2 separate regions of the Mus musculus genome follow, and region 1 is linked to region 2. Evidence: chromatin contacts called from public HiCAR-type data. All regions are on one chromosome and are shown on one strand. Each heading gives the region's core, a stretch centred on a gene start, on an enhancer-like site or on the middle of the called end of the contact. The rest is flanking DNA. Distances are from core to core; before and after follow the strand shown. Region 1 holds the start of Zic4 (zinc finger protein of the cerebellum 4). Region 2 holds the start of Syncrip (synaptotagmin binding, cytoplasmic RNA interacting protein).

Region 1 (6,609 bases), core at 908-3,407, 2.9 Mb before region 2:
GCAATTGTATTAATTAGATGCTTCTGGCCAGAAGAGTTCAACTCCCAGGCTCCTTCACCGAGCTCCTTTTCTTTCTGTTAACTAGAGCTAACAGATGTGGTTGACACATGTCCCTATTTCACTTAACAACTCGGTAAATGACATTTAAGACAGTGGGTCCCGTTGGGTCTCTACTAAAATAAGAATGAGGGTTACCAAAAAAAGTCCCTTCTGTGGAGCTAGCAACACAAAAACAAGTCAAAAGTAGGCCCCCAAGGCTCATAAATCCTAAAGAAGGTATTAAGGGTCAGATGACCCCTCAGTCCAGGTGATGGTGGGGCTAAAAGGAAGAAGAGTTTCCAATAGTAATCTGTAAGTGTGAGGCAATTGTTCCCATTTCCTTTAAGACTTTGGGGGAAGCCATGCTGCTTAAAATATGTCTTAAAACCAAACTACTGGGACTGGCGATATAGCCTAGGGTTCAATCTCCAGATCCTAAATAAAATCAAAGCTCTAAGCTAGAAACACCAGTTTACCAACAGGGACCCCAGAACTCTGGAGCCACTCTGCCCAGACAGCCTCCAGAAAACGGTGAGTCTAGGAGCAGAAGCTGTTAATTACCGCTTTATAAATCTGGCTCATGGAAAGAATACCAAAATACCTCCCTCCTCCCCTCAATTGGAACTTAAGAAAATTCAGACCCAAGGGTCTGTGTCCCAGGGCTCGCAGACAGCACTGAGTACTGACCTGTATGTGTTCGTTTGTGTATTTTGAGATTTTCTGATCTAGCAAAGACCTTCCCACACCCTGGGAAAGGACAAGGGAAGGGCTTCTCGCCCGTGTGCACGCGGATGTGATTTACAAGTTTGTATTTGGCTTTGAAGGGCTTGCCCTGTCGCGGACACTCCTCCCAGAAGCAAATGTGGTTAGCCTGCTCTGGGCCACCGACGTGCTCCACAGTGACGTGCGTGACCAGCTCGTGCATGGTGCTGAAAGTTTTGGAGCAGGGACGCGGGGACATCGGGCTGTCATCCCCTAGCCACTTGCAGATGAGCTCCTGTTTGATGGGCTGGCGCATATAGCGGAAAAAGGCTCCAGGGCCATGGGGTGCGGTGAGGTTCATGGTCAGGTTCATGCCGCCATAACCGTGCAGGGCTGTGGCTGTTGCCAGAGTGTCGCTGCGGGCCATAGGCCCTGGTGCAAAAGGTTCCGACCTCGCATACATGTCTCCAGGGATCCCCAGACGCAGGAGTCCGTTCAAAGGACGGCTGTGGGAGGCCTGAGGAGGCTGCTCGTGAAGGCCCGGAAGCACGGAGGGGTTCGAAGAAGCGGCGAGCTGGGGCCCATGGTGTCCACAGCTGCTACCTGTTGTCGAGACAAATAACGTGCATGAGAAGCGGTGGCGTGGGCTTCGCACTTTCCCCGGACCCCGGGGACACACTCTGCCCAGCCGCATCTAGGTTTCTGGCAGTCGGTGCTGGGATCTTGAGCCGGTCGGTGCCAGCAGTGAAGCTGGCAGACCAAGCAAAGTCAAAAAGCCTCCGCCTTCGTCCGGCTGGGCTGCAGTTCTGCCGAATCCCCTGCCGCGCCATGCGCTGGAAAGGGGTAGCGATAATGGGGTAGGTGGGAAAGGCAGCAGGGCTGAGTCTGTGGGTGCCTGGGGGCACGGCCTCTGCTGCAGAGGTGTAAGACCCTTATCTCCAGATTACTTTGTCCACCAACACCAAGGGGTGCTCCCAAGCCAAAGATGGAGATGATAGGAGGGGTCATTTCGGAGGTGGTGAAGTTGGAAGAGGTAGTGATTTTAAAGCGTCCTAGACGTGTATATAATAATTTCAATGTCCCACTGGGCCCGGAAAGGACCGCCTGCTGCACCTCGGTCTGGCAGCCACCAATGCTACTGCAGTGTGATAGTGCAAAGAAAGGACAACCGATAAAGACGAAAAGGGAAGAGAGAGAGAGGAGAGAGAGAGGAGACAGAGAGAGAGAGAGAGAGAGAGAGAGAGAGAGAGAGAGAGAGAGAGAGAGAGAGAAACTTATGCAAAGTGGCGGAGATTGTTTGTTTGTTTGTTTTTTAAGTTTGGGGTTTGCCCCCTCCTCCTTTCTGTTTTCTCAGTCTTTAATGTCCGTGTGAAACCCCGGGCACTACAGAGGCGGCGGCTGAACGCTTAAGGAAATGAATAGATTCGGGGCCGCGGCCCCGGGCCACCGTGAGAACAATTGCCTGTGTCGCCTATTGGCCGGTGGTCCGGACCGACGTCAGTGATGACAAGATCTCTCTCTCTCTCTCTCTCTCTCTCTCTCTCTCTCTCTCTCTCTCTCTCTCTCTCTCTCTCCCTCTCTCTCTCTCTCCCCCCTACTTCCCTCTCCCTCTCTCCCTCTTCCTCTTCCTCTTCCTCCTCCTTTCCTCTCCCTCCTTCGCTCCCTCCCCCAATCCCAATAGCATTTCACGCTTCTGTTGCTCATGCGCTCTGACCCAGGCACGGATTCTTTTCTTCCCTGTAACTCCCCACCACCCTCCTCCTTCCAGAGTGCTGAGCTTTGCCTCCATCTTCCTGGAGGTGAGCGAGCGGTGTTAGGTTATGCTTATACCTATGACGACTCCGGGAGAAGTTGAGCAGAGTCCTATGAACAGTTGAATACTCAGGTGCCTCCAAGAATTAGGAAAGTTTGTCTTTGAGCTTAAAGCACAGGGTCCAAATCAAGGCAGAAAAGTAGACTGCAGACTGCCTGGAGCAGAGAAACTCCTCCGGTAGCGAGCTTAGGACCCAATTTAATTCTTTCTTTTTCTGAAGTTCCTTCCCCCCCTTGTCTTTCTTTCTTCTTCTTCTTTGCTCTCATTTCCCCTAAGCCTACCCTGCATGTCTGCCGCACCTTGGTCCTGTTTCTGCTCCTTTATTCACTCACCTTTCCTCTTCTTCTCTACTCCTGCCAATTAGCCTTGCCTCTCCCTCCTCTCGGTGACTGGCAGTCCTAGAAGTAGAATCCCACCCTGACTAGAGAGACTGGACCAGAAGAGGTCATGAGGAGGGACTGTTCCAAACTCACTTCAGGCTCCCTGAAAGGTCTCTTTTCATCATAGCTCACATTTATCTACCCGCGGGTATTCTGGCTAAATAAATAAATAAACGGCTCAAGGCACACAAATACACAAATAGAAGGAACAGATCCTTTCCTTCCAGTCCATGGGCCAGGGGACTAGTCTGGGGGTCCTGAATTCTGTGCAGTGGTACCAGATGAAGGTTCCACCAGTGACAACTGTGATAGCTTCCAGTCTGTGGCTACTTGTTGCAGAAACTTTGACCTTAGTCCTTGCTCACTTTAGGACTCTACAGAGTGGATGGCACAGTTGGCACATCCATGGCCTTCAGTCTAGAACTACCATTATAGCTGACTGACGAAAACCAATTGAAGATTTCAATTTTGGCTCAGGAATGACTGACCTTGTCTGTCCTAGGATCAACTGCTTCCTGAGCTCAGGGCCCTGACTCTGTCCTTGTGCTCAAAAATGCCAAAGAAAGTTCTTGGATCCTCTGTTGACAAAGAACATGTGGACAAGACCCAGAAACCTTTGGGTTTTTAAAGAGAGTTCTAAAGATTGAGAAGAAACAACATCATCATCATCAACAACAACAAAAACAAAAACATAGCCCTTTAAGAGAAGGGAGAAGTTTGAACAAGTTACATGGAACACTAACTTAGAATTGATTTGAACTGGTCTCTCCCTGAGGGTTCCATGATTAGTAAATAAAGCCCCCCCCCTTCATTTGTTTTAATTTGTTGTTGAGACAAGGTCTCATGTAGCCCAGGATGGTCTAGAATTTGAATGACTTTGAATTCCTGCTTTTCCTACCTGCACTCTCCAAGTGCTGGGTTCATAGATATTCATCAGCACATATGAGTGAATGTAATGCTGAAAAGGGAACTAGGACTCCACCAAGGGAGCTACACTCCTGCCCCTTAAACAAGGCTTTAAAATATTTTTTAATAATTGACTTATTTTCTAAAGCTTGGTACATTCGTCATTCATCCCTGCTTGGGGCAAGGGATTTAGCAAGGGATTAACTTCCCCAATAATTTCTCTAGCTTTGAATAGTCTGTATCTCTCTGCTCTGCATTAGGGAAGACTTAGGAAATTACAAACAGATTCTGTGAGCACACACCCACACACACACACACACACACACACACACACACACACACACACAGAGAGAGAGAGAGAGAGAGACACACACACTAAGGAGAGGGAGAGACAATCGACTTCTGTTTCCTAAGCCAAGACCTTTCCTGACATTTTAAAATCTAGACTCTGAGAATTTACCTCTCACTCTGAAAGATTCATTTACTTCCCATAGGTAGCCCTTTAATGAGAGGTGCTTCTATCTGGTCCCTTGGTTTGTTTTCCTTTCCCCCTTTACCGCTAGACAGTTACCAAATTTCAGTGAGGTTTAAGTCTGACCTCTGAGAAAAAATAAAGTATGTATTCAGTTGGGTCTGAGCTGAGCCTCCAAAGGGCTTGAAACACAACATAGAAGCTGAAAACAGAGGTGTGTCCCTTCCTGCCCAGGTATTTCTATCCATCCGACTGAGATAGTAAACCTGAGTGCAGGTGCACTTATGCCATAACACAGCCCGGGAACTAAAATTCCTTTTCTCTCACCTAAACCTAGAGGGTATACAATTAATTGTTCAGGATGTGTCAAATTCGGGGTCCATTTTAACTCTGGTTAATTATTTGATTTGAATCAACATAGATTCTTAATATATATCCTGTGATCCAATCCCCATTAAAAAGCTTTGAATAACAATACAGACTGAACAGGGTTTTGTTAAAAAAAAAAAAAAACATTTTCAGCTATTTTCAGGACCCTTTGGAAGCCTGGTGAGCATGCCGAAAATGTTTGCTTCTCATTTTCACAGGAGACAAAATGCTAACTTTCCATTAGCAGGTTGTAGAGAGAAGGATTTAAAAAAAAAATTCAAGTTTACAGACCTCCTGAATTGTAAGCACTGTCCTGTGTACCCAAAGGTTAAAAGAGAGAAAGAGGGAGAGGAGAAGAGGGGGAGAGAGCAAGGTTTTATACACACATCTTGTTAGTATACAGTCTGACTATCTTTGCCCTTCAAAAGGTAGGAACATGTGTATGACTTTCCGTGCCAGCAGCAAAAGGGCAAACACATCTGATTCAGCCAAAATCACTGACAGTAGCCTGGCCCCATGGAGCTCCTTCCCAGATGCAGACTTCTCTTGAAGCACTAAAAACATCTGGACCCATCCTGGGTAGACATTTCTTGAGTAGCTAGGGGTCAGTTGACCTGCAGGTCACAGAGGCTGCCTGATACTCGCAAGGTTCTTGGAGCCATATGGTCCATACCTCGGTTGGCTAAACATAACAATGGGACCAGACATTCTTTTAAGGTCCATTTCCCCAGAGACAGAGATAGAGGGAAAAAAATACTTCTTGTATCCGTTTATGTTTACTGACATAAAACTTTCAGCAACTATGTAAGGACCTTCAAGGTAAATTTCTAAAATAAACTCCAAATAGACTCTTAAGCTGATCAGAAATGACAAGGCCTGGAGTACTAATGTCCTAGAAGTATATTTTAGAATTTCCAGAGATTTATTTTTCATGTCTCAGGATACAGAGATTCTCCAGTTTCAGAAATTGTCCATTGGCTGGATGGGCTAATCTTCCCTGGAGTCCAGTTTGCTCTCAGAAGCTTCCCGCTTGGTTTACAAAGAAAAGGAGAAGCCTCTAGCCAAGAAGGGTTTTTGGCAAATGCAATGGAGGTGGGGGGGACTTTCATGAAGGCTATGTGGAACAGATTCTATCTGTAGTCCTGTAACATCCTTCAATCTCTAGAGTCTCTGAAAATTAATGCCTAGAATCACGATTTGAGCATTTTTGTTCACAATAGCCACTACCACCAATGGCATTAAACTACTGGTTTCTAGTTTATTTTCTAGGAATAGAACAACTGGTGGCTTTATCTTCTGTCAGAGCTTCTTGCATCAGTAGCTGAGATGTCTGACCTCTCTTCTTGGAAAGGGAGAGAGAAGGACAAAGATAAATTTTGATTTTTCTGAAACAATGCTAAATCAGGATTACCTACTCAGCTGAGGGGCTATGGCTCAGAGCCAGGCCAAGCAGCCTCTGCCATCCGAATGTTCTGTTTCTAGGTCTGCAGCCACTTCTTCAGTTCCTTTTTTTTTTTTTTTTGTAACATTTCTGGCCATGGAACCACTCAAAATAAGGTGTGTATCTCTGAAGAGGCTAGTCACTGATTTCAGGATTCCTGCAGTGGGAGGTATCTCAGGTCTTATGAAAAGAAATCATTTAAGCCCCAGAAGCCTGCCATATGTCCAATCCCAAATTATGCAAAGGAGATGAGATCTGTCAGGATTTTTTTTTTAGAAGAGGAAATTTCTCCTAGTTATGGAAATTTTAGCTTTAATCATCATTAATGGAAGTGAGTGTATGGAAAAAAATATACTTAGATGCAATTTAATTTCCAAGCAGTACTTCTGCAAAATGTCTTTTCACAAAAGAGTGGAAGAAATTGATAAGAGAACTGCTAGGGTAGCATTAAGAGATCAAAACATCTGAATTTATATAATCACATCTC
Region 2 (7,131 bases), core at 238-2,737:
ACCACTTTGGTTGTTTTTTCAATGCTATCATTATCCAGACTTTTGTGGTACTAACTATAATATCTTGCTGAATTAATTAAATACCATAGCAAGGATATGTTTGGTAGTATGGGATGTAGGCGGTGGATAGGCAAAGCCTTATTAAGCAGGTTTTGGATAGCAGTACTTCAGAAATATTTCCTACTTGATCCACCTGTCAACAGAAAAAAAGCTCAATTTTATGTGTCTAGGCACTTTGAAGAGTGTTTATCTAAGTTTCCTTGGACTACTTACTGGCTTATCATAGCATAAAGCTCATTTGGAAGAACAAGTAGCTTTCTAATTGTAGTTTTTTGTTTTTTTTTTCAAAGAGGATAATGCCATTTTTCATTACAGTCGCTCTGGATAAAATTAGTATCCATATCGCCTGAGATACAAACGCCTTTGTCTTGTCTTTCTTGTCCATAGTAAATGGTTACAAAGGAAATGTCACTTCACATAACATTTAATTGCCAAGATGCTTGAAAAGAAACACATTTCCCTCACAGTAGTCCTAATCACGCAGCTTTGTGCTGCTTCAAGTTGTTCAAAGTGTGCCAGGAGGAGCACTTAACTGCTTAAAAGGCCAGGGACAGAAACGGAATATTGCACAATCCAACACCACCGGGTCGGTTAAGCTTCCAAATCTGGCCTCCCTGTCATCCCCGAGCCGGAGGCACAGGGATTTCCTCGCAAACCCGCGGCGCCCCTCCCTCCGCCCAGGGTATTCGTGGAAGCGGAGGACGGCGCGCGCCGGGCCGCGGGATACCCCATTGTCTAGCAGCGGAAGCCGGGGCTCCCCGGGGTGACTCCCGAACTCCAGCCCCGCCACCGGGTGGCCCCGAGCTCCGCCGTTCCCCGTGCAGCTCCCCTCCCCCGCAGCCCCATTGTCTGCCTCGCCTCGCCCCGCCCCGGGGGACACGTGCGCCTGCAGCTTCTCCAGCGCCCAGGGCGCGGGGCGGCCGCGGCGGCGACAGCCCCAGCCCCGGCAGAGCGGGCAGCCAACGTCGGGCACCCTCGGAGCCCAGGCCGGCGGTGGGGCGGTGGGGGGCGGGGAGGGCGGGGTGGGGATATGCTTGTCTCCTGACAAAGAACGAGTGGGACACGCCGAGCCGGCGGCCCCGCCCGCGGAGCGAGAGGGAGTGTCCGCACAGAGGGCGGGTCTCTCATTCACTCGGCCCCTCGCTGTCGCCGCGGCGGAAGGGCGGGGTCTCTCCCCCCCCCCCGACCGGGAGTTAGGGGCGGGGCGAGAGGCGGGGCTCGCGGGCGCGCGTCCCGCGGCGTCGTCTGCGTCGTCACGTCAGCGCGGGAGAGAGAAAGAGCGACTCGGCAGGGACTGGGGACGGGGCCGAGAGAGAGCTAGCGAGGGAGGGCGTGAAGCCAGAGAGAGCCAGAGAGGAAGAAGGGCGGCCACTCGTGTGTGAGCGGCCGCGGACGGGAGTGGGGAAGCTGGGGGAGGAGGTGCAGGGAAGGAAGGACGAAGGCTGAGAGGACAGGGCGGCTAGCGGCCGGCGGAGGTGGCGAGGGGAGAAGGAGGAGCTGTCGGAGGGCAGGGGCTGAGCTGAGGGAGTGAGGGAGAGAAGCGGACGCGCCAGGGAGGGGAGGGAAGGGGGGTCACGCGGGGGCGCGCGCGCACCGGGAGCGCGCTCGGAGGCGAGTGGAACTGGATCGGGTTTGCTGCCAGCGGCGTGAGCTTCGGCCGCCATTTTACAACAGCTCCACTCGCGCCGGACACAGGGAGCAGCGAGCACGCGTTCCCCGCCAGCCGACCCGGTCGGACAGGATTCCTCGGCCCCAGCCCCGCGGGGAGGTAACGACCGCGGGCCCCCGGGTCCGGGAGGGGAGCTCCGTGACATTGTGGAGGGTGCTTGGGGGAGGGCGGCGCGGGGAGAAACCGGCTTTTCTGGAAAATGGATTCCAAGGGGGAGAGAAGAGCACGTTGGCCGGGGCTGCCGGAGAGTAGGCCGCGGCCGCGCCGCCACTTCCTCCTCTCCCCATGTGCAGCCGCGGCTGGGCTTTGTCTGCGGCGCTCCGGGAGGAGGCGCCTCGACAGCCCGATGGCCCGCGCGGAGCGCGAGCGGCGGACTTGGTGCTGTCGTGGCCGGCGGCGCGGGAGTGGGCGGAGAGGCGCGGGGTGCTGTCCCGCGACCGGCCGGCGGGCTTGGGCGGTGCTCGGCTCCCGCGGGCGTGTGCTTGGCGGCGGAACGCCCTCCCCGCGCGGGCTGTCGGCCTCGGCGCCGCAGCCACTGCACCGAGGGGTGCGGGAGGCTGGGGGTCGCGGGCGCCCGGGAGCGCCCGGGGCGGAGAGCCATGTGTCACGGCGGAGACGGCAGCGCTGGGGGGCGGGGAAAGCCCGTGGCCTGGCGCCGCGGCGGCCTCAGTGTTGAGGGGCGAGATGGTGCGGTTGCACGGTTCAGGGGGCTCGCACCGCGACTGCGGGTTGATGTTGGGAGGCGGTGATGACCGTCTTGGCCCGGTACTCGGTGGGTTTCCGTTGAAGGAAGTTGTAGGACATTTGAAGGCGCAGAGCACGTGTTTCTAATGGGTTCCTGGCGGCCGCAGTGGCGAGGCTGCCGCTCCGGGTGCGGAGTCGGGGGCGGGCTTTGGGGTGTGGGGGTGAAGGGTGGAGGAATTGGGTGGTGGGAAGGTGGCTTGTGTGAGCGCTTTGTTCTTCGCTGGCTGTTGTTACTGATCTATAAGCGGCAGGCGGGAAAAGCGCACTTTCTGGTTTACCTTGGAGAGAGACAAGCCCAGCGTTGCTTGCTTCACACACCTTATTCTCCGTTTTGGAACTGCTGCATGTGGCAGGCTGGGCCGGTCGCTGTGCTGATTGGGCTTCATTTGTAATAAGGTTTTTCTCAGTGAGTGTTAGCAGGTGAAGTCAGGGGTGGTGCTCAGGAAGAATCTAGTGAATCGGTCCTTCTGTACCCGAGCTCCAAAATCTGGCTTGTCAGGCGATAGTGATTTTAAGGTTTCTTTCAAGGGAGGTTCAGGCTGGCTGGTTGTAGTTAAGTGGTAGAGAAAGTAAAGATTGGGACTGTCATTGTCCTCTATTCTGTTTGAAGATCCTAGTTTAATTTTGCTTATTGCGTTTGAACAGATCTCTGGAAACATGGCTACAGAACATGTTAATGGAAATGGTACTGAAGAGCCCATGGATACTACTTCAGCAGTTATCCATTCAGAAAATTTTCAGACATTGCTTGATGCTGGTTTACCACAGAAAGTTGCTGAAAAACTAGATGAAATTTACGTTGCAGGTAAGAACTAACACTTGCAAAATAACATTATGAAATTTTTCTATTGGATTTCTGGCTTTGAGCTAAAATAGCAACTTTTTGTGGTTTCCAATAAACGTGGGAACTGGAGCTTTGCCTTGTTCTGATAGTTGGTTAATTTAGGTTTGAGCTTAGAGGTTAAAGTGTAGAGGGAGGGCTGAAATGGGGGAATAGACCTCCCTAGGGGAAGGCTGTCTGGCCTGATGGATAGTATATGATAGTAGCAACAGCTGCTAAATGTTGAGAGGAGCCCATGTGACTTTTTGAGGTATTTTTATAGCAGGATTCTTGTTTAATAACTTGGTAACTGTAGGCTAGTTCTTGTCTTTCTTGGTGTGGTGGTTCCTTTTTCTAGTGGTTCTTGACTTTGAGGAGAGGTTCAGTTGTTACACTTGGTGTTGTGTTGGTTGACTTTAGGATTTGTAGGCCTATATATTTACTGTAGAAATATTGCAGTGTTCAGGACTACTTGGACACAAAAACAGGATATAATACGTTGACTCCTTTCTGTGTGGTTAAGAGGACTTTAGTATGTTTTTCATTATGTAGATAAGGGGAGGGCAAGGAGGGTAGAATCATTGTCATATGTGTACCTGTATTACCCAATGCAGGACTCTGATGAAATAATTTAGAAAATTTAAAAGGTGATAACTCACTAAATTTTTTCTTCTCCAGGGCTAGTTGCACATAGTGATTTAGATGAAAGAGCTATCGAAGCTTTAAAAGAGTTCAATGAAGACGGCGCATTGGCAGTGCTTCAACAGTTTAAAGACAGTGATCTCTCTCATGTTCAGGTAATGTTAATTTCATGTCAGTGTAGAAAGAATTAAAAAAATATTTTTGATGTGTTAATTTAAATTTATTAGACATAAACTTAATGTTAAATATGAATGGTAAATGTCTTTACAGAACAAAAGTGCCTTTTTATGTGGAGTCATGAAGACTTACAGGCAGAGAGAAAAACAGGGGACCAAAGTAGCAGACTCTAGTAAAGGACCAGATGAGGCAAAGATTAAGGTATGTCCCTAAAGCTTTCTGTGGCTTTAAGTCCGTCTCAGTTATTTACTAACTGTTAAATAGTCCTGAAGTGTGGCATGGGGTGTATATATTTCTAAGGTTATTGTCTTGTAATAATTAGACTTTGGGAAGTACTATATCCGGTTTTATTTTTGTTTTTTTCAAAGTCATTGACTTTTGTCTGGCCACTAAATCCAACCTGTGCGGTCAATTCCAAATTGTAAGAAAAATTTAAAGCGGGTTTTTTTGTTTTTGTTTTTGTTTTTTGTTTTTGGCTAGGGTCCCAATGAATTTAGAATTTAAGAATTGTTTCTTTTATTGGGTTATTTCTACAACCATCTATGGAAAGCATAGACAATTGGTGGGAGTGAAAGTATCTTTTGTTTCAGGTTGGTTGGATTTAAGGTCACAGGAAGATTAAATGGCCTCATAATTAAGGTAGTGTTCTTGGTGAGATTTTAAAGTTAAAAGAGTATGGTTTATATTAGTTTTTAGTTGGTATTCTTTAATAAGGTACCACTTCTTGAGGCAGGGCTATGGTTTAAGAAAACCAGTTGCTAAGAAGGGCATAAATGTATATTTTACCTGTATTGGAAAAGAAAGCGTAGGTCATGTGGACAAGATTGGAAAATGAAATTACTAGTTAACAGAAATCATGAGTTTTACACATGATTGTGAATGAATTTAGTTTTCCAATAAAAATGGGGATTATAAAGCCAGGCGTGGTGGTACACGCCTTTAATCCCAGCAAGGGAGGCAGAGGCAGGCGGATTTCTGAGTTTGAGGCCAGCCTGGTCTACAAAGTGAGTTCCAGGACAGCCAGGGCTACACAGAGAAACCCTGTCTCGAAAAACCAAAAAAAAAAAAAAAAGGGGGGGGGGATTGTAATCTCTATTGCAATTGTGTCAGTGTGATTGGAAAATTTACTAAGAATTTCTGAAAAGAGTTAGTTGGTGCTTAGATTTGAACTTGGGGCCTTAATGCTATTAACCACTGAGCCATTTCTCTAGCCCTTCATAGTGTTATTATACCTTTAAGGAATAAAATTTGAGTGCTAATAAAAAAGCTATTTAGATCATACAGCTTTTTGTGAAACTTTGATTCAAAGTTTATGAATACTTTTTAAATTGATACATTTGCATCAATCAGTTTATTGGGGGGGGAATAGGTTACATTAAGCAAACACCCTATATATAGTCCCTCCCACAATTTCATATATAATTCACTTTGAGTAAAACAGATTACATTATGGGGGATTGAGGTGACTCAGTCTCCAATCTCTTAACAACATTTTGATAAGTTTCGTGATATGGTCTTTTTACTTTGTCAGCTCATACAATAGTTTTGTTACTTAGAGAACTTTCATAGTTGATAGATTAGAGAACGGGTATTTTGTGCTTAAATGGCTAGACAGGTTACATATGTTTTTTTTGTCACTTGTATCTGTAATGATGTAATAACAAGTTGAGGGAGATAAATCTAGACTTATGGTTGTAGTTTCTCTTTTTTTTGGTTTTTTTCGAGACAGGGTTTCTTTATGTAGCCCTGCCTGTCCTGGAACTCACTCTGTAGACCAGGCTGGCTTCGAACTCTGCCTCTCAAGTGCTGGGATTAAAGGTCTGCGTGCGCCACCACTGCCCAGCTTATGGTTGTAGTTTCTTATTGCTTTTCAAAATCATTGTGGCTATTTTCTTCTTAATGAAGCATGTTTGTGACACATAACACTTTTGACAGAAAGTAATAGAAAAGCTTTTCATATAGCCTCCCAAGTTTATAGACAACGATTTAAGGCATGGAGCAGTATCTTTGGAGGTGACAAAATGCCCATAAATGGTATTGTGTATCTTGGGGTGGGGTATAAGAAATCCAGAGTTGGGTAGTAGTCAAATTGTTGCAGTTTTAATGAGGTATTCCTTTTTGTTTTTTTCCTTGTGTGTGTGTGTGTGTGTGTGTGTTTTGTTTTGAGACAGAATTTCTTTCTCAATGTAGTCCTGGCTGTAACTCTGGAACTGGAACTCTGTCTCTGTAGACCAGGCGGGTCTCAAACTCTCAGAGATCCACTGGGCTCTGCCTCCTGAGTACTGGGATTAAAGCCATGCTTGCTTTTAATGAGGTTTTTCTTAGCAGAGTGGATATACATCTTGCAGGTTGCTGATGGATTGATTTTAATTTTTATTGCTCAGTAATTAACTGGCCAATAAAAACTGATATTCACAGGAATCTGAAATGTTGATGATATACATAAAAGGGAGAATTCTAAAACAGATCTTATAAATTTGTATGGAGGAATGTTGCTAAGATAATGAAATATTTGAACGGGATTGACTTAAATAATAACTGTATTTTGTGAATGAAGCATTAATAACATTTTGAACTTTTCAAGGCACTTTTGGAAAGAACAGGCTACACACTTGATGTGACTACAGGTCAGAGGAAGTATGGAGGACCACCTCCAGATTCCGTTTATTCAGGTCAGCAGCCTTCTGTTGGCACTGAGGTAAAGAAACTTAAACTTGTACCATTTGTAGTTAAAAAAAAAAAAACCCACAGCTATCTAGTTTCCTAAAGAATTCTTCATGATTGTGAATTCATATTTATTTTCCAGATATTTGTGGGGAAGATCCCCAGAGATCTGTTTGAGGATGAGCTTGTTCCATTATTTGAGAAAGCTGGACCTATATGGGATCTTCGTTTAATGATGGATCCGCTCACTGGTCTCAACAGAGGTTATGCGTTTGTCACTTTTTGTACAAAAGAAGCAGCACAAGAGGCTGTTAAACTGGTAAGTTGGTTTTTTTTTTCTTCTACCCCCTTTTTT

The links. HiCAR-type assays count read pairs that join an accessible place to other places.
Region 1: a HiCAR-type map of astrocytes shows a contact between it and region 2, with 3 times the contacts expected there. The contact joins the promoter of Zic4 here to the promoter of Syncrip in region 2.

What each region holds. Positions count from the first base shown.
Region 1 is chr9:91,373,520-91,380,128 of GRCm38.p6, reverse strand. Zic4 (zinc finger protein of the cerebellum 4) reads right to left here and starts at 2,157. Exons shown (of 3, transcript NM_001374749.1): 1 at 727-2,157. The coding sequence starts at 1,435.
Region 2 is chr9:88,476,753-88,483,883 of GRCm38.p6, reverse strand. It overlaps Syncrip (synaptotagmin binding, cytoplasmic RNA interacting protein), which reads left to right and starts at 1,487. Exons shown (of 11, transcript NM_019666.2): 1 at 1,487-1,828; 2 at 3,119-3,278; 3 at 3,972-4,090; 4 at 4,206-4,313; 5 at 6,697-6,810; 6 at 6,919-7,095. The coding sequence starts at 3,131.